4 separate regions of the Mus musculus genome follow, and regions 1, 2 and 3 are each linked to region 4. A link is a contact called in public promoter capture Hi-C data. All regions are on one chromosome and are shown on one strand. The core of a region is the stretch at or near the end of the contact, and the rest is flanking DNA. Distances in the headings are between cores, read along the strand shown.

Region 1 (6,143 bases), core at 3,321-5,820, 740 kb before region 4:
TGAGATCTTACTCTGATCTCTGGGCTTTAGTTTTGCTTTAGGTTTTGTGGACGTTCAGCCTTCAAATTAATACACATACAATCTGTCTATGATACGCACACGCACACCCACCACCATCATATAAAATATAACTCCCTATTTTACCACCTACTCAGTGCCCAAGATGTGCTGACCTGCTTCTATTCTTCCCCTTGAGAAGGCTAGGCTGACTCCATGACAGGCTTCAAATATGCATTTCAGAAGAGGCCTCAGTCTGTTTCCAAGAACTGGGCAAGTCCAGCCCTCAGAAGCTGCCCCACCACCTGGCCAAAGGAAAGGACAGTGGGTCAGCGGCAGTTTCCAGACTTTCTCAGCAACAGTTTCCAGACCCCACACCCTGGTAATGGAATGTTCCTAGAGCTAGAGCAAGATAAAGGTCACCTACCCCCCAGAACCCATTAATGTGCTTTAAATCAGGCCCGTGAGCTCACTTGATTGTCTCTGTATCTTGATAATGGGAGATGCCAGCATGCTGGACTCCTCAGAATAAAACACTTTTTGCATTTACATACTATTTCAGTCCAGGCTATCATTCTTCAGCAACTCACATACCTTTACACCCTGACCCTGATGTCTGTTTCCATTAACTACAGGCTGTATAAGCCAGGACCATTTCCCAGGCACGCATTCATTGTTTCCATTCTTTTGTGAAACAACTCTCTCTAAGGTCACAAAAAGCAACTTGTTAGCTAAGTCTAATTTTCCATTTGTTTTGTTCATCTCTCTCTCTGTAACTTTTAAAAGACATATCCAGGATTCCCCTGTCATGTGGAGAAGAAGAATGGTCTCCATAGGCTCATATATATGAATGCTTAGTCATCATGAAGTGGTATTACTTGAGAAGGATTAGGAGGCCTTGTGGAGGACGTGTGTCTCTGGAGGATGAGATTTGAGGTTTCAAAAGTCCAAGTGAGGCTGAAAGAAAGATGAAAATTTCAAGACCTGTAAGTCATATAAAATACTCAGGAATTGCTGGTTGTTTGTGAGCCTAGAGGCTGCCTGGGGCTGAGAAAAAAGAAAAACAAACCTGGGTATGCCCCATAGTTAAAACATTCCTGGGAACAGCTTAACCTTAAAGATAAAGAGGAATGTGAGGACATAACAGGGCTATCTAAACTGAGTCAACAACTCACAGAACTCTGACACCCTGCACGTACATGTAATTTTTCTGCTGATGTTTGAATAAGGCAGTAGTGTGTCGCTATGCAATTCCACACCCCTAAGCCCCTTACCCCGTAAAAACCCCTAGCTTTCGAGCCTCGTGGCCAACATCCATTATCTCCTGTGTGGGATGCATGTCGGTCCGGAGCTCCGTAATTAAACGACCTCATGTAATTACATCAAGATGGTCCTTCATGATTTTTTTGGGTGCACGCCGAATCGGGAATTGAGTGGGGGTTTCCCCGCTAGGTTCTATCAAGGCCCAGAGGCTCTCTCTATCCATTGTTGCATATATGGATATAGAACTCTCAGGTACTTTTTCAGCACCATGTCTACCAGCACTATGCCATGCTCCCTGCCATGGCAATAATAAATTTCTGAAATATAGACAAGTCCCAATTAAATGCTTCCTTTATAAGAGTTGTCATGGTGATGGTGTCTCTTGATAGTAATAGAGCACTGGCTAAGACAATTCAACCCCAGCTTTTTAGTTTTTTTTTTTTCTTCTTCTTCTTCCTAGTAGCATACAAAGACATAATTTAAGTCCCATTACTGTTTTTGACCATGGGCTGAGAGGTGCAGGTCTTTTAATGAAGAATTGATCGCCTTATTAGCTATATTGGACTTTTACTGCAGGTCTTGAGGCTGCAGTGGTTCTATTAATATAGGCTCTTGCCCTTGGCAGCCTCAGTTTCCCTCCTCCATATTCAACCTTTCATGTGATATGATTTTCTCTTTCCTCTCTTGTCTGCCATCCTTATCAATTCAGTTCCTCACACTGTTTTTTTGTTTGTTTGTTTGTTTGTTTTTGTTTTTCGAGACAGGGTTTCTCTGTGTAGCCCTGGCTATCCTGGAATTCACTTTGAAGACCAGGCTGGCCTCGAATTCAGAAATCTGCCTGACTCTGCCTCCCGAGTGCTGGGATTAAAGGTGTGCGCTTCCTCACACTGGCACCCTACTTGGGATATTTTCTTAGCTTCGAGTTGAATTCCTTCCATTCCCTTAGATAACTCCATTCATTACACATTTCAATAGATGCTCAGTAGACGTTTGAAATCACACAAAACAAAGACTTGTACTTTGTCCTATTCCTGTAGCCAATGAGGTTAAGTATAATTTACACTTAGTGTAGTAAGAATTTGCCAACAACAACTAATACTAAAGTACGATAACAAAAGCGATGCAAACGGCAGTGATGAATGCATTTTCGGTTTTGTTCAGTAAGTCAACATAAAGACAAAGCAATAGTGAAGGGACAAATCTTCATCAAGTGAGAGTGGGGACAGGCTGGGGAAGGCCCTTTGGGGACACTCCTTTGAAGTTTCCAATAGAGAGAGAGAGAGTCCTGGGCAGAGAAGAGTGAGGGTGAGAATTCCAACGAGAAGAACCAATACCTACAGTTAGAAAAAAACAGCATTAAACGGGATGCTTACGATACTCAGCAAAAACCAAACCAGGAAGTTAAGGCAGTTAAGTTTCTCTCCATGGCTGACCTTCACACTGTAGACCTGTATACATCACAGTTAAAACATGTTGGAAATGATTGACCTAGTTTTTAAGAAGGTCATATTTTTATTCTTGAGCTGTTTTGTCCTCCTTGTAACAGAGATGGAAAACCAGACATCCCCAGACAAGAAGCCCTGGAGGACACTGTAAGACAAATATTCTCTGAAGTAGCAGGAGGATAGAACCAGCCTCTCCCTGAGCAAACAATGCATACCAATTTACAAGTGTAAAGTGCACTACAGTCACTAGGGCAAGGTTGGGTAATGGAAGCTGTGTGAGGGCAGCCTGTCAATCAAGAGATCTGATTATGCAGAGCCCACCCTTTTTTGTGTGTTGATGTTGAAATCAAAGAAAACCAACCACCAGTAAGTGAGTGGGTGGTGTGCATTGGGCTGGGCTTGTCCCTTAGGCTATGAACTCCCTGGTAAAGCAGGAAATAACTTTTGTGGAGTTCCCTATATCTAAAATACCTCTGGTTGAGACCTCACAGCTGGAGGAGAAACTCTGCTGAGGCTTGTAAAAAGGAAACTGAAAACTAGCATTTGCTTGGGCAGAGCCTTAATATATAATTATTTTGCCCCAGCATCAGGGTTTAGGACTCAGCTATAGGGCCAGGACTAGCCAAGCTTCAAAGTGAAAGAAGATAGTTGAGAGTACTTTCTGCTTTCTGTCTCCCAAGACCTGATTTTCATGATTTTCATGTCCTACTACTCATAGTGAAAATCTTTGTGAGGCGGATGGTTTGAACTCTCAGGACATACACCAGTCCCTGAGTTGAGAACTAAGGCTGCTTTGGAGAGAAGAAAATCCCCTGAGGTAAGTAAGATATGTCAGAAGTTTTCTAGAGAAAGCTTTAGGACCATTTTGCTAATCAGTAAATTAAGAGGAAAGAGAGTCCTGGGTTTCTGAGGTTAGAAAGAGGGATTAGTATTGACTGTATTCTAGAAAAGAATAAGGCTGCAGGAAGCCTGGTTCTAAACCTTCAGTTGACTGAGGAACAGAAGTTATCTTTTATTGCACCACAACTGAGACCTTTACAAAAGAAAGTGCATTTGGCCGTGGCAGGAATTAGAATATATTGTTCAGAGGGTTGACCCAGACTGAGCCTAAAAGGAACTCTGATTTTCTGGGTGTGTTGGTCTGTAGGTGTTTTATTGACATGAATTTATATTTAGAAGAGGGCTTTTGATTTCTAGCTGAAGGGGGAAGAAACATAGGGGCCAGGGAGCTATTTCTCGATAAAAGGTGAGAATAATGGCATGACAGAAAGCCTGTGATGTAACGTTAGCTTGAAAGCATCAGAGCTCAAAATTCTAAGTAACCTTAATCTAAGAAGAAAATATCTAATAAAAAAAATGTGGGGAAAAAAAAACCCAGCATGGTAGTAACACAAAAGAACAATTAAAAAAAAATCAGACACGGAATCAAATAGAAAAAAAAAAAAAAAAAAAAGAAAGAAATGCCAAGCAGATAATGTTACTCCATAATCCCAAATGTTCAAGTGACATGGCATCTTTTAAAAATTATATGTGCTTTTAATCTCTATTTCCTTTACTTTATTAGGTAATAGCAAGTTTATTTCAGTCTAGTTCCAATTGGATCCTGCTTTCCCATTTCCATAGTTAAATCCCTGGAATTTGGGGGAAGGATCATTCCTATGGTATCTGTTGAGGTTTGAATATATGCCGGCTGGTGGCTCCGGAAGGTCTTGGGACTTTCACAAGGAGGAACTTACTGGAGAAACCTTATTGGAGGAAGTGGGTCACTGAGGGCGGCCTGTGAGAGGTGATAGGCGGTCTCACTTGTAACTCTGTTTCTTTGTCTGAGCAAGAATCACAACCTGCCTGCTTCCTGTCCTGCCTGCTTCCTGTCCTGTCTGCCGCCATGCTTCCTTAACTAGCTGCTAGGTTTTTTCCTTGTCGTGATGAAATCCACCCTCATGGACCTGTAAGTAAAATTAAAACCTACTTCTCCCCTATGTTGCTAATGTTCATGACATTTTATCAAAACAGAAAAGAAACTAATACAGCAAAATGCTGGGTCCTGTTTACATATCCAATTCTGTCTTTTGCGGGGAACTGAAAAGAGATATTAAGGAAAAGTGATTGCTAAGAGATATTTAAGGAAAAGTGATTGCTACTTCCTGTTATTTTTGTTGTTAGAGGTGGAATTATATCTGTGTGGCTATATTCTTTTAGTTTTTTTGAAAGATTACTTTCTTGCTTTTTTCTAGGGTGTAGTTTCCCTCTTGTGTTGGTGTTTTCCATCTATTATACTTTGTAGGGCCGGATTTATGAGAAAATATTGTGTAAATTTGGTTATGTCATGGAATATTTTGGTTTCTTCATCTATGGTAATTGAGATTTTTGCTGGGTATAGTAGCCTGGGCTGCCATGTGTATTCTCTTAGGGTCTATATGAAATCTACCCAGGATCTTCTGGCTTTCATAGTCTCTGTGGAGAAGTCTGGTGTAATTCTGATAGGTCTGACTTTATGTTACTTGACCTTTTTCCCTTACCACTTTTAATATTCTTTTTTTGTTTGGTGCATTTGGTGTTTTGATTATTATGACAGGAGGAATTTCTTTTCCGGTCCAGTTTGGAGTTCTGTAGACTTCTTGTATGTTCATGAGCATCTTTTTGTTTAGGTTAGGGGAGTTTTCTTCTATATTTTTGTTGAAAATCTTTACTGGCCCTTTAAGTTGGGAATCTTCGCTCTCTTCTATACCTATTATCCTTAGGTTTGATCTTCTCATTGTGTCCTGGATTTTCTGGATGTTTTGGGTTAAGAGCTTTTTGCATTTTCTTTGACTGTTTTGTCAATATTTTCTATGGTATCTTCTGCATCTGAGATTCTGTCTTCTATCTCTTGTATTCTGTTGGTGATGCTTGCATCTATGACTCTTGATCTCTTTTGTAGGTTTTCTAACTCCAGGGTTGTCTCCCTTTGTGATTTCTTTATTGTCTCTATTTCCATTTTTAGATCTTGGATGATTTTGTTCATTTCCTTTACCTGTTTGATTGTTTTTTCCTGTAATTCTTTAAGAGATTTTTGTGTTGCCTCTTTAAGTGCTTATAGCTGTTTACTGTGTTCTCCTGTATTAAATATTCATTAATGATATTTTTAGGGTATGAAAGGATATCAATATAAAAGTTGAACACATTTTTACAGACTATTTGATTCTCAAAATGCTCAATATTATTAATATGTTTGATGTATAAAATACATTTAAATATTAAAAATTGAAGAAAAAAAAGAAACTAATACAGTAACTACTCTTTGGAACTCAGTGATAACCTTTGTGCCCTTACCGAAAGTGTGGTAAGTATTTCTAAGTATCAGAACATAGTTGTTAATTATGTTGTTCAACTTTTCTACTTTTTTGCTTTTTGTTTTATTTTATTCTTGGCTATTTAAAGCGTTAGTTACTGAAGGAA
Region 2 (6,642 bases), core at 1,032-3,531, 670 kb before region 4:
CTCTCTAGAGCAATCAGATTTCAGCAAAATAGTGGGATGATTTTATATTACAATGGCCTAAGATACTACAAACTGGAGGAGTTTCAAAATTTTGAAGGTTGTATTTATTTTATGATTTTTGACAATAAGCTTATGCCAAAATATAGACTGATGTGAAATGACAGGAGACCTTGACATTTTTGATATAATCTGCTTACATGTAAATGTTCATTCTTTTCTGCTAAAATAATATTTTTTTAAATGTTGCAATAATGATCCCAATCTCAACAATATTCAGTAGTATAGTGTTTCAGGTATTTACATTAAAACCCATCTTCAGTTAGCAAATCCTAGATATCAAAGTATAGTCATCCCCAATGGTGCAAAGAGGTACCCTTAACTTACCCTACATAAAACAAACACTGAGAATGAGTGTCTGAATGTAGACCAATTCACACTCAGAGAAGAAAGCCTCAACAGTACTCTCTGGCATCAGTGCCTCGGCAGGTTCAGATGAGCTAACGCACCAGGAAGAGCTCTGGGAAGTGTGGTAAGAAAATAGTGTGTGCAGTTGAGAGCTCCTCAGAGTAAAACCTAAGCAAGGTGAAAACTGGGTGAGTCTCTGCCTCAGGAGTGAAACTCTCCTCAGAGAGAGGAGAGACAGTAAGGACATCAACAGGACCACTGAAGGAGGAAACAACATAAGCTCAGTAATGTTGTCATCACTTGTTAGCCACTTGAGTCATAAAGAGAAGGCAAGAAAAGAAATGCAGATGTCCCATAAAAGAAGTAGTCATAGTAAAATCCAGAAAAATGTGTCCTCAACCTACCCTACAGGAACTAACATATAATTGGTTAATTAACATCCTTTGTCAAATTTTCTTTAATATGTGCAGCTAAATGTTTCCATTAAGGCATGCATTCATGGAAATTATAAAATAAATCCTTTTTATAGAAACTAATAAGAACAGATTTTTTTATATTAGCATTGTCTTAATTAGAACCAAAAATATAAAATTCTTCTCAGAAAACCAAAAGAATGACAATAGTTTACCTCCTAGAAATAGAAAAGTGTTTTAATAATAGAATTGTCCAGTAATAACTTAAAAAACCAAAATTTAATGCATGATTTAGGAGTATTTATCTTAATTTCTAAATGAACAGGGTCATAACTTTTGTAAAATTTTAGAAAGTCTGGGCAGCATAATTAATACACCTAATAAGTGATAGATCAACCATAGTGCACAGAGGGACTGCAGAAGAGTCTAAAAGTATGAAGTATACATCTAGTTCCGATGAACCTCCAACTCTTTTCTAAGTCTTACCACCAGAAAACAAAATCAAAGAAAACTAAAAAGACAAAAACCCAAAGCAATTAACTTTCAGGATGATACAGACTAACAATGTCTACAATATTACTTTATTCACTTGATGCACAAGTGAATGAAGACCATTTAATGTGCTTCTTAAGTCAATAAAACCACAGGTTTGCAATCATAATGAATCTGGGATATCTTTGACTACATATGCCCATTGGTGCCCAGGTTGTGTATGGTTGCAATAATAGATAATGCAGCCTGAGGGCTAGATGCATTTTTTCAGTATTATTGCTTCATGGCAATTTTTCCTGTCACAAACTTGTCTGTTGCCCAGCCACTCACTACAACCACCAGGTTCTAAGCATTCTCCAGCCAAGAAAACTAAAGCACTCTTCTTATTCACTTATCCAGACTTACCTAAAAAACGTGTATTTTATAATCTGAAATATGCCCCTTTTTGGGTCAGTCTTACTGGTGGAGGAATCAGGATGCCTAGCATCATTATGAGCCAAGGACCTGAATCCAGATAGTGCAGATTCACTGCTCAGTGTAGCAGCCACCAGCTTGGCTTCCTTCTCTCTCAACCTAAAGATCGACAAGGATTTCACCTGTAGTCGTGTGCATTCACAGAGAAAGCAGGGGGAGGACTCACCTCTTCAGAAAATTCTTCAGTGGTATCCAGTTTTGCAGGGCAGGAAGCAGTGAGTGAGTGAGCAAGTGAGTGAGTGAGTGAGAGAGAGAGAGAGAGAGAGAGAGAGAGAGAGAGAGAGAGAGAGTGTGTGTGTGTGTGTGTGTGAGTCTGTGTGTGAGTGTGTGTATGAAGAGTAAACAGTAAATCTCTCAGAAAGAGAACCAGAGGATTTTGTAATCTCCTGAAATTCTGAGACAATGAAGTGTTTTCAGAGAGAGATGGAAAGCTGACACTGGGTAGAGTCACTGCTCAGCTGCTCAGACTGAGGGGAACTGGGTTTCTCATCCTGTGCTACTTTGTGGGGAGTGGACAAGGTTCATAGCTTTCGATTTCCTCAGAGACAGAAACTCAAGAGTTTCCTTCCTGTAAACAATTACCAAAAAAGTCAAAGAGAGCTAGTTACACTCAGGATGTTTCTTGCAAATCTTCATAGGTACAAGATTTAGATTTATAATCCTCATGTCCTACAGGCTTGCAAAAGGATCCCTAGGAACCTTCATTCCTTTGAATGAAGGTGAAAACTTAGACCAAAAAAAGCCAAGTCACCCAGTCTCTTCTTTCTTTTCTGCTCAGACTCAGTGTCAGGAGATCTTTGCTGTGTCAGTTGCCAGCTGCATGTGAATGAGTTTCAAGGAAAATCTGAGATGAAACAACTCCTGGTTTAAGTCATTCCTGTAGCATCTATGCATCCATTAGTAGCTCCCAAGACCTAGACTTGCCACAGCATAATGTTACAAACACACAACTCCAAGCTGCAACCTCAAATAGCTAGAAAGGCATTTGGCATTATCCACCTCCCTCTTGATTATAGAACTAAGCTGTCCTCCTTCAATGGTGAAGTTAATGCTTCCTCAGTGTCTCTACATTATTCACTGGTAAGCACAGGGAAACCTGGGGCCTGGGAGTCAGTGGGAAACCTCGAGCTTTGATTGAGATTATGGACTGAAATAATGCTTGTCCTGCTGCACTTTTCTGGCATGGAGAATTCAAGGATTAAGGATTGATGTAATCCTGAAACATGGAACAAATGGTATCAAGTAGCAGATAATGGTATGAGAGCCTGCCAGCTGGTCTGCAAAAGAGGATAATGCCATAGCTAGGTAACCAGTCACCTGGATGAAAATGATGGGAGTTAAAATGCTTTCCAACTGCTAGTCTTGGGCAACTTTTGGATGTCTCTGCCTTTGATAGCAGAACAGTTGGGGGAAATCACCATCCCTGACCTCAAGCTTTCCTACAGAGCAATAGTGATTCAACTTGCATGGTATTGGTACAGAGACAGACATGTTGATCAATGGAATAGAAATGAAGACCCAGAAATAAAACCACACACTTCCCATCACTTGATCTTGACAAGCCAAAACTATACAATGGAAAAAAGAAAGCATTTCAAAAAAGGGTGTTAGTCTAACTGGCTGTCTGTATGTTGAAGAATGAAAATAGACCCATATTTATCACCTTGCACAAAGCTCAAGTCTAATTAGATCAAGGACCTCAAAATAAAATCAGATACACTGAATCTAATGGAAGAGATAATGGGAAAGAGCCTTGAACTCATTGGCACAGGGGGAAATTTCCTAAACAGAACTCTAATGGTTCATGCTCTAAGATCAAGGATTGATAAATGGGACATCATGAAACTGGCAAGGTTGTAAAGCAAAGAACATAGTTGATAAGACAGATCAGCAACCTAAAGATTTTGAAATAATCTTCACTAACCCCACATCAAATAGAGGGCTAATATCCAAAAATACATAAAGAACTCAAGAATCTAATCACCAAGCACCCAAATAACCCAATCAAAAAATGGGGTATTGAACTAAACCTAGATTTCAATTCTGAGGAATCTCGAATGACTGAGAAGCACCTAAAGAAATGTCTAAAGTCCTTAGTGGTCAGAGAAATGCAAATCAAAATGGCCCTGAGATTCCACTTTACACCAATCAGAATGGCTACGATCAAAATCACAGGTGACAACACATATTGGAGAGGATGTGTAGAAAGAGGAACAGTCCTTCATTGCTGGTGGGATTGCAAACTGGTACAACAACTCTAAAAATCAATCTGGAGGTTCCTTAGAAAATTGGAAATAGATCTACCTGAAGACCCAGCTATACCACTCTTGGGAATAAACCCAAAAGATGCCCCACCATGCCACAGGGGCAAGTGTTCTCTATGTTCATAGCAGCCTTATTTGATAGCCCGAAGCTGGAAACAACCCAGATGTCCCATGACAGAAGAATGGATACAGAAATTGTAGTTCATTTACACAATGGAATGCTACTCAGCTATTAAGAATGAGGACATCCTGAGTTTTCCAGGCAAAAAGATGGAACTAGAAATTATCATCCCGAGTGAGCTAACTCTTACCCAAAAGGACATGTATGACCTGTACTCACTAATAAGCAGATCTTACCAAAAAAAAAAAAGTATAAAAGGTCAACAAGTTGAAGTGCCAAGTGAGGATGCCTTAGTTCCACTTGGGAGAGAGAAGAAATCAATCACAAGTGGGGAGGGAGCGACCTGGGAGGGAATGTAGATGGGGAGGGAGGGAGTGGGTGAGAGAGGAGAACCTGATCTGATATTGGGTGAGTGAAAAGGTTTGAAGCCCTGAAGCCAGCAGAAAGAATGGAAACAGGCAACCTCAGGAGATAGGAGGTTGGGGGAACCCTCCAGAATATACTAGAAACCTGAGAGGTGAGAGACTCTCAGTATTCAAAGGGAGAGACCTTAGATGAAATGCCAGATGGATAGTAGGGAGAGGGAACTTATAGAGTCCACCTCCAGCAGGAAGAAGGATATCAAATGAGGGAGCAGGGTGTTGTCTCACAGTCATACTTCTGGCCCATAATTGTTCCTGTCTGAAAGAATTACAGGGATAGAAATGAAGAAGAACCTGAGAAAAAGAAGGTCCAGTGACAGGCCCAAAGTGGAATCCAGCTAAAGGGGAGGTCTCAAGGCCTGACACTATTACTGAGGCTTAGAGTGCTCACAAAAAGGGACCTAGCATGAGTTCACTCAGGAAGACCCAACAAGCAGCTGAAACAGTCAGACGCAGATATTTGCACCCAACCAATACACAGTAGTAGCTGACCCCTGTTGTTGAATTAGGGAAGGCTGAAAGAAGCTGAGGAGAAGGGCATTCCTGTAGGAGCACCATCAGTCTCAATTAATCTGGGCCCCCAAGATCTCTCCAACACTGGACCATCAAATAGACAGCATATACCAGCTGATATGAGGCCCTCAACACACATACATTTGAGGACTGTTGGTTCTATATTCATCTAGAGATGATGCACATAACCCTCAATGGACTGGAAGCCCCAGGAAGTTTAGAGGTCATGTGAAGTTGGAAGTGAGGACATCCATGTGGATACAGGGGGTTTGGGAGGAGGTATGTAATGTGGAACAGTCAATCTTTGGACGGGAGTGGGGGGAATAAAATATGGAGTGTAAAAATAAATAAGTTAATTAATTAAAAAATGATAAAAATACTAGAGTTGGAGGACTGAATTATAAGCCATGTGACAAAGAATTTAAACTTTAGGATAACTTACTCAGAAATACCTTCTGTTTTGAATTACATGTGTGTGTGTGTATATATATATGTATGTATTTATATATATACATGCACACATATATGTATACATATGTATATATTCTATTTTTTAAAAATGAAGTATGTAGCAGGCAGGAGGAACATTATCAAGTGTTATTTTCTTGTCTTTTGTTTCTTCTGCAGGAGTTGAGTAAGTTAGAACTCTTATAGAGACCTGGGGCATTAGCACACTTAGCTTTTCAAGTCTTACAACTATTCAAAGGATGTAAAGACAGACTAGCATTACAGCCTCTGGGCAATCTTAGGTGTTGAGATGCATCAGTCCTTGGTAGGGTCTGATTTTGAAGTTCGCAAGTCTGAGGTGTCTGACCCATTTGACTCTAAAGCAGTGGTTCTTGACCTGTGACAGTGACACTTTTGCAGGTTGAATGATACTTTCACCAGGGTTGGGTATTAGATATTCTGTGTATCAGATATTTATATTAAGATTCATAAGAGTAGTAACATTACAGTTATAAAGCAGCAACAAAATAATTTCATGGTTGGGGGTCACCAAATTGATCCACTCTTATCTCCTTGTACTAAGCTCAAATCTAAGTGGATCAAGGAACTCCATATAAAACCAGAGACACCAAAATTTATAGAGGAGAAAGTGGGGGAAAGCCTTGAATTTATGGGCACAGGGGAAAAATTTCTGAACAGAACAGCAATGGCTTGTGTTGTAAGATCAAGAATCAACAAATGGGGCCTCATAAAATTGCAATGCATCTGTAAGGCAAAAGACACTGTCAAAAAGGCCACCAACAGATTGGGAAAGGAATTTTACCAATTCTAAATCTGATAGGGGACTAATATTCAAATTATACAAAGAACTCAAGAAGATGGACTCCAGAAAATAATAATAATAAAAAAAACATTAAAAATGGAGCACAGAGCTAAACAAAGAATTCTCAACTGAGACTGAATGGCTGAGAAACACCTGAAAAAATGTTCAGCATCCTTAATCATCAGGGAAATGCAAATCAAAACAACCCTGAGATTCCATCTCACACCAGTAAGAATGGCTAAGATCAAAAATTTAGGTGACAGTAAAT
Region 3 (6,800 bases), core at 496-2,995, 710 kb before region 4:
TGACATTTTCTGCAGCTCCTCATGCAAGGTCCCCGAGGTACCTCTCGGGCAGTAGCCCAGTATCTTAGTGACTTAATCCCTCATCCAGCTCTGGGAGCCTCCCATCTGACATATCTGCCCCTGAGCCCTCTGTTTTAGCCCAGACAGTCAGCCAGCTTGCAAGCTACCAAGCCTGCATGTCAATTTTTCCTCATCTTTTTCGTCTTCGGTCTTTTCAAAACAGTTTTTGAAAAATACTCCTCCACCTTCTTTTCCCAGTTCCTAACACAAGCCCTCACCTCCCATCCCAAACTAAGTTTCTATTCCTTGTACACTATCACTACCCTGAATCCTGTCTATCACTTTTCTATTAATAGCTTTGACTCAGTGATTAGTCTCACATGGTTCTGTTACAAGTCCCTGATTCAGTAGCATGGCATTATAACAGTAGCCATTTAATGGAGATGTTCACCTTTTCCCCATTTTACACTTGAGGATATGGACACTTTATAAGGTTGTAATTTACCAGATGTCACACAGCCAATAAATGGCAGAGCCAGGAGTTGAGTCTGTGTCTGTCTAGCTGTCTAGCTGTCAGCCGTAGGCAGCAAGTGAACACGGTTGGAGATCCTTGAAGAATTGAGAAATCTTGGCATGAGGAAGGTGGGCGTCTGTCCCTAACAGCAGATGTCAGATGCAGGAAATGGAGAGTGGCTTTCCTTTGTTTCAGAAGGTGTACTCCAGAGGAGTCATCCTCAGGCTCACTCCCAGGAGCAATTTTCCTTTTGTTCTTCTATACCACAGCTCGCCCCCTTCTAGAACATTCTCATCAGCATGAAGCAAGACTGATTCCTCTCATGTTAGAAAAGAGATCAAGTGAGCAATTATAAGTCACTTTCTCCATTTCCTATCCCACCTCCTACCCTGTCTTTTATCACATTTCTCTGGCCCTTTTACAGCAAGACTTGTGTTGAACTTCCATCCCACTTCCTTGTCGCTCTTCTTGCTACCCGTAACCCCACATGGCTAACCCCATGACACATCTGTAGCCTTCACCTTAGGTAGCTTTATAGCAAAACAAACAAGAGACACAGTTGATTCTTAAAAAAAAAAAAAACTTTAAGAGTGATCTTTTCTTAGCTTCTGAAACATGTGTTCTCCTTTGCTACAATCCCTCAACACCCACTTCCCATGGATGCTAGGTCTGCTATTGGCAGTGGCCAGTGAGTTAGCTTTGAATTCTTGTTTCTCTTTCTGAATTTCATGGTGAGTGCACCCAGGTCTATGCCATCCCAGTAGACAAACAGGCCCAAATATGACATCCCAGTAGGGTATAAGTCCCTGCTTGGTGGTAAGTCATGTCAAATGATCTTGATAATTTGTGCTTGATGATCTGTCTGATAACACTAACCTGAAGAGAGCTGATACCCAAATCTAGGGTCCACCAAGGGCGACACTAACCTGTGTCACACCTGGGACTCACAGGCAGAGAAAATATGTGGTCAGAGTAGGGTGTGTGTCCCTTTCTCACTGCCAGGCTGGTAACGATCTAAGCAAGCTTGAGACAGTCCCACTGGCATGTAGGCAATTGCTTAGTTCTAGTGTATGTCGGGAGGGAGGTTTCATCTATGAGATGTGGCCTGGGTCTAAAAGGCGTTACTTTCTGTTTCTTGCTACTTCCCACTGCAGTGAGCAGAATTCTGGGCTAGATTTGGGCCATGTTGCCTGTGGGTGGAGACCTTTCTGCTCATCCTTCTGTCTGACCCAGATCCAAGGAGAAGAGATAGAGGAAGTGAGCATGCAGACTGACTTACACAATTCCAGTTGCTCAGTCTAGCCTGGGGGAAGGGGTTATAGAATTCTTCCAAGCAGTGATACTTCGCTATGATAGCCTCGTACTGAGTTTAAAGACTAAGGCCTGGGATGAATTCCTTCTCTCTGTCTCTCTCTGCCCCCCACCCCCCTTTGTGAATGTGGAGGAGTGTCAACATGGACAAATCTCTCCCTCCCATTTCTTCATTGTGTCTTGTCTTACTATCAAATGCAACCAAGACAGGATGGTCTCTCACATGGCTTCTTTAGGTGTTAGGAGGGTGGGTTGGGCTCTGTACAACTAATCAAAATTTGTGTGCCTGTGGGAAGATGGTTGCTAGGGGTTCTTATTTCCTGCCATATTGTTCTGTGACCTTTCAACTGGGCTTCTTAGTCAAACTAAAAGCACCCAGAATCCAGCCCAGAAGACACCTAGAACTGTATTTTTACTTAGAAAAAGTCAATGAATGTTTGTTGAATGCTTGTATTGCAGATGCTATTTTAGGAGCCAGGACTGCAGACATGAACAACAGAGTCCTTGCCCACAAGCCACTTTTATTCCAGCACAGAATGTGAACCAAAAAACTACTGGATTGCTAAGTAGACAAGTAGAGAGGAAAACGAAACAGTTTGTGGTAACAGAGAGGAACAGGGCCAGTTTTAGTTTTATAATACATATGCAGGGAAGTTTGAGTAGAAATCTACAGAGAGGGTGGGTTTAATTTATTCCAACACACAGTGAAGAGAGATAAATGGTTTTGACAAGGGGAAAAGATGGCAATTATTATATCATTATTAATACTTTAAGAGAGTTACGGAATGTGTGTCTTCGAATAACAGCCAATAACGTTAGAATTTTGTTGTTGTTTTGTTTTGTTTTGTTTTTTAATTTAAAGGTATTGTTGCCCATTCTGTGAATAATACAAAGGCAGTGGGAACAAGACAGTACAGAGGACTTGATTCAGGAGACTTGAGGTCTGGCCGCATAGTCATCCTTTAGAAGCTGGGTGGCGTCAGGTAAGTCATTGTGCCTCAAATCCCAAATTGAACCAACAATTACTGCAGAGCTGGTGTTTTCCAGGTATGCCGTAAAGGGCACTTTCACATAGTGTAACAGCCCTCCCTGTTTAGAAAGAGGCCAGCCTATCATATATGTCTTTCTTAACCCTTTCCATCTCTCAGGCTCCCTGTGCGAGCACTTGGCATATGCATTCTGCGAGGCATAGCACTGTACTCTCAGATTGCAGCTGCACCTCTTGCTGGCCCTGAGGATTGGAGTGCATTTCCTTCGCTGATAATCCACCCTCTACCCAGCACCTCACTGTGGCTGTATTTCCTGGTCCTTTCAGTTGAACCCAGAACCTCCCACATAGGAGTCAAGGGCTCTACTGCTGAGATTCATTTTCGTCTCAACCAATAGTTTACAACTTTTTTTTGAAGACTTATTCTATAGTAAAATGAAAAATTGTATGTAAATAAGATAAACAACCTTTGGAGGAATCAATGTCTTAATTTTTCATATAAAGTGTGATTAACTGTGATTATGTTTTTATCGAAGATGGGTGTAGAAAGATTAAAATTTCACACAGACCAGCAGAAAGCATGCTGAGGTGATTAGCATCCTCCACATACTAAGTCAGAGGAGATTTCCTACTTCCCGTTTGTCGAAGGGACTGGTGCCCTGGTGCAGACTCCTCGCTGTGGCTATTCTGGGTGTATTGTATGTCTTAAGTTGGAAAGGGTGCTTATGGTAGTTTTGGGCTTTGAATATGAGCACCACCCACGTAAGCAGAGATACTCTGATCTCTTCCTTACCTGCCCAGTTTTTACCGAGAGTGGCAAGGTCTCATTAACTGTAGTCTATAGAGCTCATTGAAATAGTCTGCAGTGGTGGGAAATGTGAGGGTCTTTGACCTGTTGTTTTCTTCTCATGAATCCCCCTGTTCTGGTCTTATTTCTTCTACCTTGTTCACTGCAAAGTAACAGACTACTAGCAGTGTTAATGATATTGTTACACAACGTCATCACATACTGAAGCACACTGCTTGTTCATCTCTTTTCACCACTCTTCACCTAGGCAGTTGACAATTTCTCACAGATATGTGGTTTTCTTCACATATTTGAAAACAAGGCGTTTATTCATCATAGACACTGGAGGCGGTACAATCCCAATTTGGACCTTTTTGTTGATGTTTGCATTGTTTGTATTTTCATGCAGAATTTTAGACTATGTTTTCGATGAAATTTAATAACTCTTGCCTCCCTAACATGTCCTTTATGTATATTGTTTAGGAAGTTTTCCTTTTTCTCAATGTAAAGTGAAGAAAAAAAATCCAGTGTTTCTCAACTGTACTGCTATTCCTATTTAGCTATTGTATCTAGGTGAGTATTTATTTTTCTGTGATATAAGATAAAGATCAATTATTATCATCTCCCACATAATTTTTCTGAATACTGTTCTTTGCTGATAATTCTTTCTTTCAGATTTATTCATACTGTTTATGTGCCATGTTTTTTGTATATGTGGTTCTGATTTTATTCTGACATTTTTCTGCTTACCATTTGACTTCCCTAATTATTAAGTCTTTAAAAGCATTTATAGGTAGTCGGCAGAGTGTTACTTGGTGAATATTTTAACATATTTGGTATCTTTTTGTCCTTAGCTTTGCATGCAGATGTAGAATTATCCTTACATGATTTCTCTGAGATTTTGCATGTAGTTTGTCTATTAATTGACAAATTGACATCTTCTTTTTATTGAATGTTCCCATTCAGAATATCACATACATCCTAAATTAAGAGAGAGATAAATTAAGGAACAAGGGAAAGAATCCTTAAATAGACCAACTCATATATGGGAAAGTGAATTTTTTTGGAAAACAAAGAAGACATGGTCTTCTCCATACAATCACGGAAAATTTTTGCCACGTGCACAAAAGGATCTTTGTATAGTTTTATACCATATACAAAAGAATCCAGAATAGGTCATAGATATACAAGTTAAACCTTTTAAGTCTCTAGAGAAGAATACAGGAGAAAAATCTTCTGATCTTGAATTTGAAGAGATGGGACAGCAAAATATGGTCCTCAAGTGAATGAACTGGTAAATATATTTCATGTATATGTATGTTAAATTTTAAGTTATATGCCTGAAGTATACACACTGTGCCATATTCTACACTTTGCAGGGGTCAGGAACCCTAAGAATTCCTAGGTTACCACATGCCCTTTGAAAGTATCCTTTTTTGATCATCTTGCATAGCGATTCATTTTTCACGTTTCACCTAATGCTCTCCTCCTGCTCTGTCATCTTGGGTATGCCTTGTTAACCACTTACCTTGTGTGTCCTGAATGTAGACTTGCATAGAGTGCTGTAATCTTACGGCCGAGGTTTCTTTTCAGGCTGATCCTGGGACTGTGAGATGGAGAGTGAGTACCGGGAAATGCTGTTGTTGACCGGCCTGGACCACATCACGGAGGAAGAACTGAAACGGTTCAAGTACTTTGCTTTGACTGAGTTTCAGATTGCCAGGAGCACACTCGACGTGGCAGATAGGACAGAGTTAGCTGACCACCTGATTCAAAGTGCAGGTGCGGCGTCTGCAGTGACCAAGGCCATTAATATTTTCCAGAAGTTGAATTATATGCATATTGCAAATGCTCTTGAAGAGAAAAAGAAAGAAGGTGCGTAGGAGTGCCCTCCCTTAATGATATGAGAGAAATGAAACCCTTCTACATTGTATTGTAGGAAATTAATTTCCTTAATCACCAGGCCCTTCACCCCCCAGAGTCACTAAACAGCATGTTACAAATTCCTTAGCCGTGTCTGATGCCGGTAGTCAGGGCTGCCACCATTGTCTCTCTCTTCACCAGAGTCTGTCTCCAATCTACTTGCAGAAACTGCGGAAATGGCAGGTCGGTGTTAATGTCCAAGGTCTCATTACACAGTACTTAAGGTTTTCACACTTGGCTGAAGGCCTGCCTGGCTGTGACATGAAGAAAACACAGCCTTGAACATACAAACCAGAGAACTGTTTAACTTTGCCATGGACTATCCACCTCCGCGCTGAGCCATCCTGCCATGGTCCCAGTTGGCCTTTTTAAGGAAGCCTTTGCGCTTCTACTGCATGGAGTTTCTAATCCTTCCTTTATCTCTAGCATAGACGACATTATGAACTTCCAGGACACAAAGCACGTGTTTGCATTCAATAAACCAGCTCTCACTCTCCACAAATTATATGCCATGTCGTTAAGTTTCCAATTACTCCTTAAGAACAACTGGGATGTCCTTGGGGTTCAAATGACTAATAAGAGCCAATGAAAGTATACCTCATCAAGGGAGTCCCTAAAATGAGAGATTCCAAAGGCAGTGGTTTGGGGACACTATGTAATACAGAAGCTTCAAAATGTTAACTGCTTGCCGAGGAGATGTGTGTGATGCAGCAGCAGGGGCTTGGATTCCAGAGGGTTATTTATACGCCGTCTAAGTGATGAAGTAAGGGTAAAAATCACATACAGGTATAAGATGCTATGTGACTTTGAGGAACTTAGAGCAAGGCCTGATCACGATTAGTTTAAGAGTAGCTGACATTGGACAGAAAGTGTAGTTCTTACATTTGACCACACAGTGGCAGTAAGAACACATCATTGCTCCAGTCACTACTGTTCATCTACTGAACTAAGCGAGCCTGATAGCATGTTTTAGTTTTAACTCCCGAAATTAATTCCTATTCATGGCTTCTTTTTTTTTTTTTCTGGATAGGATGATATAAAGCCCCCTTACTTAAAAAAATTTCCTCTATTTTACTTCTGTAATAATGGTGGGGTTTTATCGGCTTGATTAGCTCAAAAGATCTACTTTGAGACCTGGTTGAAAACTCAGGAGTGACTGCTGATCTAGAAGTCAGTTTAGGCACTTTGCAGCTTGGAAGTGCTACTTGAAGTCATCTTCAAGCCTGCCTTGACCACAGCTGTGTCAGTGATGCCAGTGGCTGCTACGGTAGAGCATT
Region 4 (7,041 bases), core at 3,732-6,231:
ACTTCCTGTCTCATACATCTAGGTTGATATTTCTCTTACTTGGCTATTGAGGAGCTAATGGACAGTCCTAGGACATACTGTTTCATAGTTAGGCTTGCCCAGGGTAGCTGCCTTATCTCAGTGATATATCCTCCTTAAGTTACTCTTTCTCTTTCTTTAGTTTTCCCTCCTTTTCTTTTTCTTCCTCCTCCTATTTCTATTGTGATGTTATCTAAACATTATTGAGTATGAGAATACTTTTCACCAAGACAAAAATGGCTTCAGTTCTATGACTGGACAGCTGGATCCTCTTTCAAGACTTTAAAATGTAATGGAGATGGCCTATGGGATATTGAGAAGAAGCTGATCCAGATAAAACACAGTGGGTTGGGTACTAGAAAGCTTCAGGAGAAGGAAAATTAAAGAAAGATGGAGCAAACAGTCAAGAGATGGGGAACGGGAAATCACAAGTGGTGAAGAACCTCAGCTCTATGTGGAAAGGGAAGAACAGCCTGAAGATGGAGTCTGGGCAGATCAGAAGTGGGGTCTAGTAGAGGGTGATAATGAAGACTGGGGTGATGAGCACTTGGAGCTAATCAAGGTTGATGAAAATTTGTCTGAGTAAGGGGATAATGGCAGAGAAAGTGCCAATAATGAGGAAACACTGAAGTACATAGTGTGCTTTAGAGATCTCAATATTTCTTTACCTAGACCCTTGTCCAATATGATAACTACACCAGATCTTCACTGCTAGCTTCTGTACATTCACACTCTTCCTACACATATCTTTTCTCTGTTTATTAATTCATATGGCTCCAAACCTGCTTCTACTCTCCTTTTCCTTAATGTTTAATTTTTATTTGGTTATTTAACTATTAATATGTAAACTTGTATTTATAATGACTATTCATCTGCTTATTCTTCTGTTAATTTTTATTCTCAATTTTTTATTTTAGTTTTGACAACTCTATGGTTTTTATTTTGATGCATCTTTATGATAATGATGTAGCGTGCATTTTTACTTAACTGTCTCCAAAGTAATCTATTCTTATGCAGGAAATATAGTTTTCCATTTATACATAACTTTAGTAGTGGCTTTCCTGCATGGAAAGGAAATCTCATTTAGTTGTAGCAGATGAGAACAACTTTTAGTTAGAGCAATGTCTGAGATCCCCATGAGTGCCCTGAGATTCAAAACAAATATAGCAATTAATTTTGTGAATGGGACTTGGTTTCTGAAATGCACCCTTTAGAAGAGTGCTGTCATAATCTTCATATTTGTTTACTCTAGAGGATATTGTATATTTTGTGAGGATCCTGATTCTTTGAACATTTGTTTTTTTTTTTCAAAATCAATTTAAAATCAGTGTAAATCATTATTATTATTTTTCTCTGGAGGGGGAAAAGTGTCTATATATTTAATTGATCTTATAATGTTTTAAAATCTAAAAGAACAGTGTACCATGGTATATTATAATTTATAAATGTTAAATATCACAATTTATGAGTTTTCAGTAAAAACAGCAATACACACAACAATGCAACTAGTATATTTACTAGATTTGTCATTATGTATAAATGGGATGCCACCAATATTTAAGTATACAATTACTCCTCTTTTCATTGTTCCATGCATCTCCCTGACAGTACCAACACCATGCAAATCTGAGTCCTAGATCTTCCTCATTTTGATTCACTAAAACATCAGCACTGTTAAGAGAGTCACAGAAAAGGGAGGAGTAAATATAAACCGAAGAGTAAACTTATTCTCATGTCTCAAGCTCCCAAGCCCATTTGAAATGAACCAGGGATCCTTAGGCCTGAGATTCTCCTAATTACTAGCCTGAACTGTTTTTTTCCCAACTGAAGCCATTATGGGTACAATTGTTTTCTCCTAGTCTTGAATCATTTATGTACAATTCCCAAGAGAGTCAATCATTTTACTCATTTAAAGAACAAAAGAAGGGAAGAAAGGGGGAGAAGATCCACAAAGGAGACTCAGATTGTCTATCACTGACTTTATGAAAGAAATTGAGCTTAGATAGAGGACTCAGGTGAAAGCATCGTGAAGGAAGTTGGTTCTCTCATGGCAGTTAGAGACTTCACAAACATCAGTGTAGCAAAGGTAGAGTCTTCATTCATGTTTATTCTGATTTTGGACTCCAACAGCAGCAAGGTCAGTGGATTAACTATTTGGAGGGGAGATGGAAGACACTTAGGGAAAAATCAAAACAAAACAGCAATACACACACACTAAAGCAGAGGGTGGTACCGCTGGGTCTCTAGGTACTGTGAATAGCCTTTGAGATGGCTTTTGAAAGATTTGAAAGAATATTCTGGGCTGAGCCAGTACAACATAAAAAGGTTCGAATTAGCAGGTTTCTCTATACAAAGGGCTGCTTTAACTTTTATACAGACAGGAACTGGTTTGGATTTATGACATGTTTCAGAAATGTTACCCTAGGTTTAGAAAGTTGATGTCACTGACAACTGTACTAGACTCATCACAAGAGAAATTTGTACAAGGATAGATTCAGTAGGTAAAGATGAAAATTGCTGCTTTTGGTCAGGTTCTCCCCATGCTTTCTGTGGCATAACAGCATGAATTTAGAGATTACAGAAAGGTCTGGGTCTACTTGGAAGCTGCATTCTTGAGCAAGTGTCAAATCCACATTTTAGAACCATGCTCTGAAGGCCAGAGTTAGAAGACATGCTAGTTACTGTTGAGGACATCAATATTTATATTTAAAAATACAGTTATGTGCATTTTTTTAAAAATCAGGAAAAATAGGAAAACATTCTAAATAATTAACATGTATGTATAGGCAGATAGATATGTGTGTGTGTGTGTGTGTGTGTGAGAGAGAGAGAGAGAGAGAGAGATGGAGAAAGAAAGAGGGAGAAGGAGAGGGAGAGAGAGAGAGGGAGAGAGGTGGAGAGAGAGGAAGAGAGGGAGAGAGAGGGGGAGAGAGAGATGGTGGATAAATAGGATAGATGATAGATACAGATAAGCACAGATATGATAAGAACTCAGATTCTCCTACCATATACATACATATATCATAAGCAATAGAGTAAGCAGAGATGCAAAGGCGAAACCCTTGAACTTGGTTAGGAAACAAACAGATGTTGAAAGGAAATAAGAAACAGATATTTCTGGAAAGAGAGTCTCCTCTTACAGATGTTTAGAAGGTAGAACCAGAAGGTTGCACTTAAGGCTTTTCTTCTCTGAGGCCCGTCTGCTTGGGTAATAAATGCCCATCTTTCCTGGAATCTTCCTCAACTTTTACACACACACACACACACACACACACACACACACACACACACACACACACACACACACGTCCAAGTATTTTCTCACAGACACACCAGTCTATGCAGAGTAGCATCAACCCTAATGGCCTTATTTTAACTCAAGTCCATTTGAGATGCTGTGTGTGAAATGCAGCTACACTCTGAGGTCCTGAGGTTTAGATACTTGGTGTGATTTTTTTCAGGGGGATGGTCTTGGGACACAATCGGTGGTGCTTAAACACTGGGTAACTATAAAACTCCTCGGGCTGAGAGGAGAGTCAATGTGGGACCAAGATAGAGAGTCAGACCAGAGATTAATTGTTGTTAATATAAAAGAACAAAGGCCAAAGGGAACTGGGTACTGGGAATCTTGAAGAAATGAAACATTGAATTAAAATGACTCTTCTGAATGGAAAGGGATAGAGATGAGAAAATAAAAGGAGAGCAGAATTTTGAGTTATTTATATACTTGGGGGATAAAAAAAATTAAAATACCTGGCCTATGGAGATGAGTGGAAACTAATATAAGAAGCCGAAAATAGGTAATTTATTTAAAGTGATTGGGAAAATAGAGAGAATGATTATCCATGGCACTAGAAAAATCTTTATGTGAAGAAATAGTCTTAAGTAGAAATGCAGTGTCCTCCAAATGAACATATTTGATACTGACAGAAAAATAAACCATAGAGGTGAAATAAATTATTGTGAGAAGAGAGTCAGTTACTAGGACAATGCTTTGTACTAGGGTGTGTTCTAACAAAGTCAATCTACAGCTCTCCCTTCCCACTGAGCTGCCCCACAAAATTATCAAGGCAGCCCTATACTGACAGCTTAGCATATTCAATTCTCACAAACTGTCATTTTTATCAAAGACTTCCAACTTAAAGCACCCTCAAGTCTCTCTTACATAAGACGAAAATGAGATAAGAGTAAAAAGAGTGGTACGTCCTTTAAATAACGAACAACACAAAGACACCAGTGTAGTTCATCTTATGAACCATATTAAGCATAATACATATAAAGAGGTGAGATAATTAGAAGAAAGGGAAGAAAGATGGGTAGAAATCCCCAGTGATGGCTTATTATTGTCCCTTAGATACCTGTTTGTTTTCTAACAAGAGACAAAAAGATTAAGATGGGTGGGGAAGAAGGAAGGAACTGAGAGAATTAAGGAGAGGAAAAACCATAATCAGAATATACTATATGAAAATAATCTACTTTTGATGAAAGGGAAAAAAACATTCCAGATCACGTGTTAAGAGTCAGATGCACTGATCTGAAAGCAAGAATTCTATTTGGGAATCCATAAGATTTGAATTCAGAATGAGCATCATTTTTTTTTAATTCCCATTTCTTCAGGTTTTCCTCCAGATGTCTAAGCATGATGGTTTTAAAATATGATTTTCTGATCATCAGGATTTCTGATCATTTGCCTGCAAATTTTCAGGTTCTACCTCGGACCTCCTGAATAAAACTTTTAGTAACAGCACCAAGAGTCAGCTTTGACAACCCATTAATTCTGATTTGTGCTAGTATTTGAAAATGTCTAAACACAAGTTGTATAACTTATTTGATTGTACACCATTGTGGAGTACATATGATGTCATTATTTATTTCTCTTCCTCTACATCCACAGTGCAAGTGTCTTCTCAAAGCCTGGCTTTTGGTCAGTGTGTTTTACCACAGAACTATAGTGGACACTTCCTGAAAAGCTTGAGTGCTCTGGGAGTTGTTGACACTTTCATTTCTCACTTGGAGATGGGGTTCTCCAATTGGACCACTGCTCAGGAGTTCATTTTTTCTGCTTTCCCTTGCTCCTGGGGAGATTCTGTCATCTGCTTCATCCCACTGCTCTTCATCTATGCTTTCATTATCGTTGGGAACCTGGTTATCATCACAGTGGTCCAGCTCAACGCACACCTCCACACACCCATGTACTTCTTCATCAGTGCCCTTTCCTTCCTGGAGATATGGTACACCACTGCCACCATCCCAAAGATGCTCTCTAGCCTGCTTAGTGAACGAAGGAGTATTACGTTGAATGGTTGCGTCCTGCAGATGTATTTCTTCCATTCCACAGGCATCAGTGAGGTTTGTCTCTTGACAGCTATGGCCTTTGATCGATACCTGGCTATCTGCAGCCCTCTTCATTATCCTACCATCATGACTTCCAGACTGTGTGCCCAGCTGACCCTCGGTTGCTGTGTCTGTGGCTTTCTCACACCCCTCCCTGAGATTGCCTGGATCTCCACACTTCCTTTTTGTGGCTCTAATCACCTTGAGCATATCTTCTGTGACTTCCTCCCGGTGCTGCGCCTGGCCTGCACAGATACCCACACCATCGTCATGATTCAGGTGGTAGATATTGTCCATGCTGTGGAGATAATTACGGCAGTGATGCTCATTTTCATGTCCTATGTTGGTATTGTGGCTGTGATTCTGCGCATCCGTTCAGCTGAAGGCCGCCGTAAAGCATTTTCCACGTGCGTCTCGCACCTTACTGTCTTTTTGCTCTTCTTTGGTAGTGTGGCTCTCATGTATCTTCGCTTCTCTGCTACCTACTCCTTGTTCTGGGACACTGCCATTGCTCTGGCCTTTGCAGTTCTATTCCCCTTCTTCAATCCCATCATCTACAGCCTTAGGAACAAAGAAATAAAAGAAGCCATAAAAAAGCACATAGGTCAAGCTGGCATCTTAATTGGCAAGAGCAGAAACCTCCCTTAACATCTCTTCTTCAGAGGGACATGTTGGTTCTCTTTCATTCTCACTTCTCAGAAAAGTTTTATCAGCCTTTTACTGAACCTTGATTCCTAAATATCCCTAATACACAAAATTTATAAACAATTAACTTAGATTATTGTGTATATGTATGGAGAATGCATGTGTTCATGTGTGATAAGTTCAGAAATAAACATTAGATGTATTCTTCTCCACCTTAATTTTTGACACAAGGTCTTTCACTGAATCAGGAGCTTACCCATTAGCTGAATTGACTAGCTGCAAGCCTAAGAATTCATTTGTTTCCACATCGCAGGTGCTGGACCAGCTCTCGTTTAATGGCAAACATTTTAGCTAACTAACCCATCTCCCCAGTCCCTAAACTTAATAGCTTCTTTTTAGTCTTTATCCAATCCAACATATTTTTGAATGTCATTTCATCAGTTGAACGTTATACCACTCAAGTTATGTGCAGTAACTTAATTTTGCTGAAGTTACCCTGGGAAACACTTTACTTTTAACATAACCTAAACAGTCATTTGAATACTTGGACTGAAATTCAGTTGTTAGAGTGCTGATCTAGAATACATGAGACTAAGCGATTGACTCTCAGTTTAAATGAACAACAAACAGGGATGTCAACAAACCTGCTGTAGAGGCTCACACCTTGAATCCCAGAACATGAGAGGCAGAGGCAGGCACATCTCTGTGAGTTCAAGGCCAACCAGGTCTATTTAGAGAGTTCCAAGTTAGCCAGGGCTGCATAGAGAGATCCTGTCTCAAAAGTGAAAAAAACAAAAGTTGCTTCTTGAGAATATGCTAAGTATAAAATCTTCATAAGACAAAATTCTCTCTATTGTGCCACTATGTATAGAATTAAAGAACAACCCTAACCTATAAATTAGTTATTTGTATTTTGATCAATAACCACTGAGTTAGCTTATACAACAATTATCAGTTTTTTTTCCATTTTTTATTAGGTATTTAGCTCATTTACATTTCCAATGCTATACCAAAAGTCCCCCATACCCACCCACCCCCACTCCC

Evidence for each region. Promoter capture Hi-C pulls out the DNA fragments that hold promoters and counts their contacts. Capture Hi-C pulls out chosen DNA fragments and counts their contacts.
Region 1: a promoter capture Hi-C map of the HPC-7 cell line shows a contact between it and region 4. The contact joins the promoter of Aim2 here to the promoter of Olfr420 in region 4. A contact is called at or near these places in 7 of 39 promoter capture datasets (the C10 cell line, the HPC-7 cell line, cranial neural crest and 3 more).
Region 2: a promoter capture Hi-C map of liver shows a contact between it and region 4, with 5 times the contacts expected there. The contact joins the promoter of Ifi206 here to the promoter of Olfr420 in region 4. A contact is called at or near these places in 11 of 39 promoter capture datasets (the HPC-7 cell line, embryonic stem cells, frontonasal cranial neural crest and 7 more) and 3 of 9 other capture datasets (adipose tissue, liver and macrophages).
Region 3: a promoter capture Hi-C map of hematopoietic stem and progenitor cells shows a contact between it and region 4. The contact joins the enhancer-like site here to the promoter of Olfr420 in region 4. A contact is called at or near these places in 16 of 39 promoter capture datasets (the 3T3-L1 cell line, the C10 cell line, the HPC-7 cell line and 9 more), 4 of 484 Hi-C or Micro-C datasets (the G1E-ER4 cell line, the HPC-7 cell line and bone marrow-derived macrophages), 1 of 115 datasets of contacts at active chromatin or transcription factors (large pre-B cells) and 3 of 9 other capture datasets (adipose tissue, liver and pancreatic islet).

The regions. Positions count from the first base shown.
Region 1 is chr1:173,416,034-173,422,176 of GRCm38.p6, forward strand. It overlaps Aim2 (absent in melanoma 2), which reads left to right and starts at 4,571. Exons shown (of 9, transcript NM_001013779.2): 1 at 4,571-4,653.
Region 2 is chr1:173,489,037-173,495,678 of GRCm38.p6, forward strand. Ifi206 (interferon activated gene 206) reads right to left here and starts at 2,282. Exons shown (of 8, transcript NM_001372437.1): 1 at 1,951-2,282.
Region 3 is chr1:173,450,141-173,456,940 of GRCm38.p6, forward strand. It overlaps Aim2 (absent in melanoma 2), which reads left to right. Exons shown (of 9, transcript NM_001013779.2): 3 at 2,688-2,808; 4 at 4,084-4,173; 5 at 5,194-5,475. The coding sequence starts at 5,214. Among named protein-coding and RNA genes, the nearest start is that of Aim2, 33 kb to the left of the region's middle. Within about 2 kb of position 1,746, at least 44 of the 459 cell types and tissues checked have an H3K27ac peak or open chromatin away from gene starts, as enhancers often do. A contact at or near this core is called in bone marrow-derived macrophages and hematopoietic stem and progenitor cells, where this site is marked.
Region 4 is chr1:174,153,741-174,160,781 of GRCm38.p6, forward strand. Olfr420 (olfactory receptor 420) reads left to right here and starts at 4,982. Exons shown (of 1, transcript NM_146305.2): 1 at 4,982-6,027. The coding sequence starts at 5,035. The coding sequence ends at 6,000.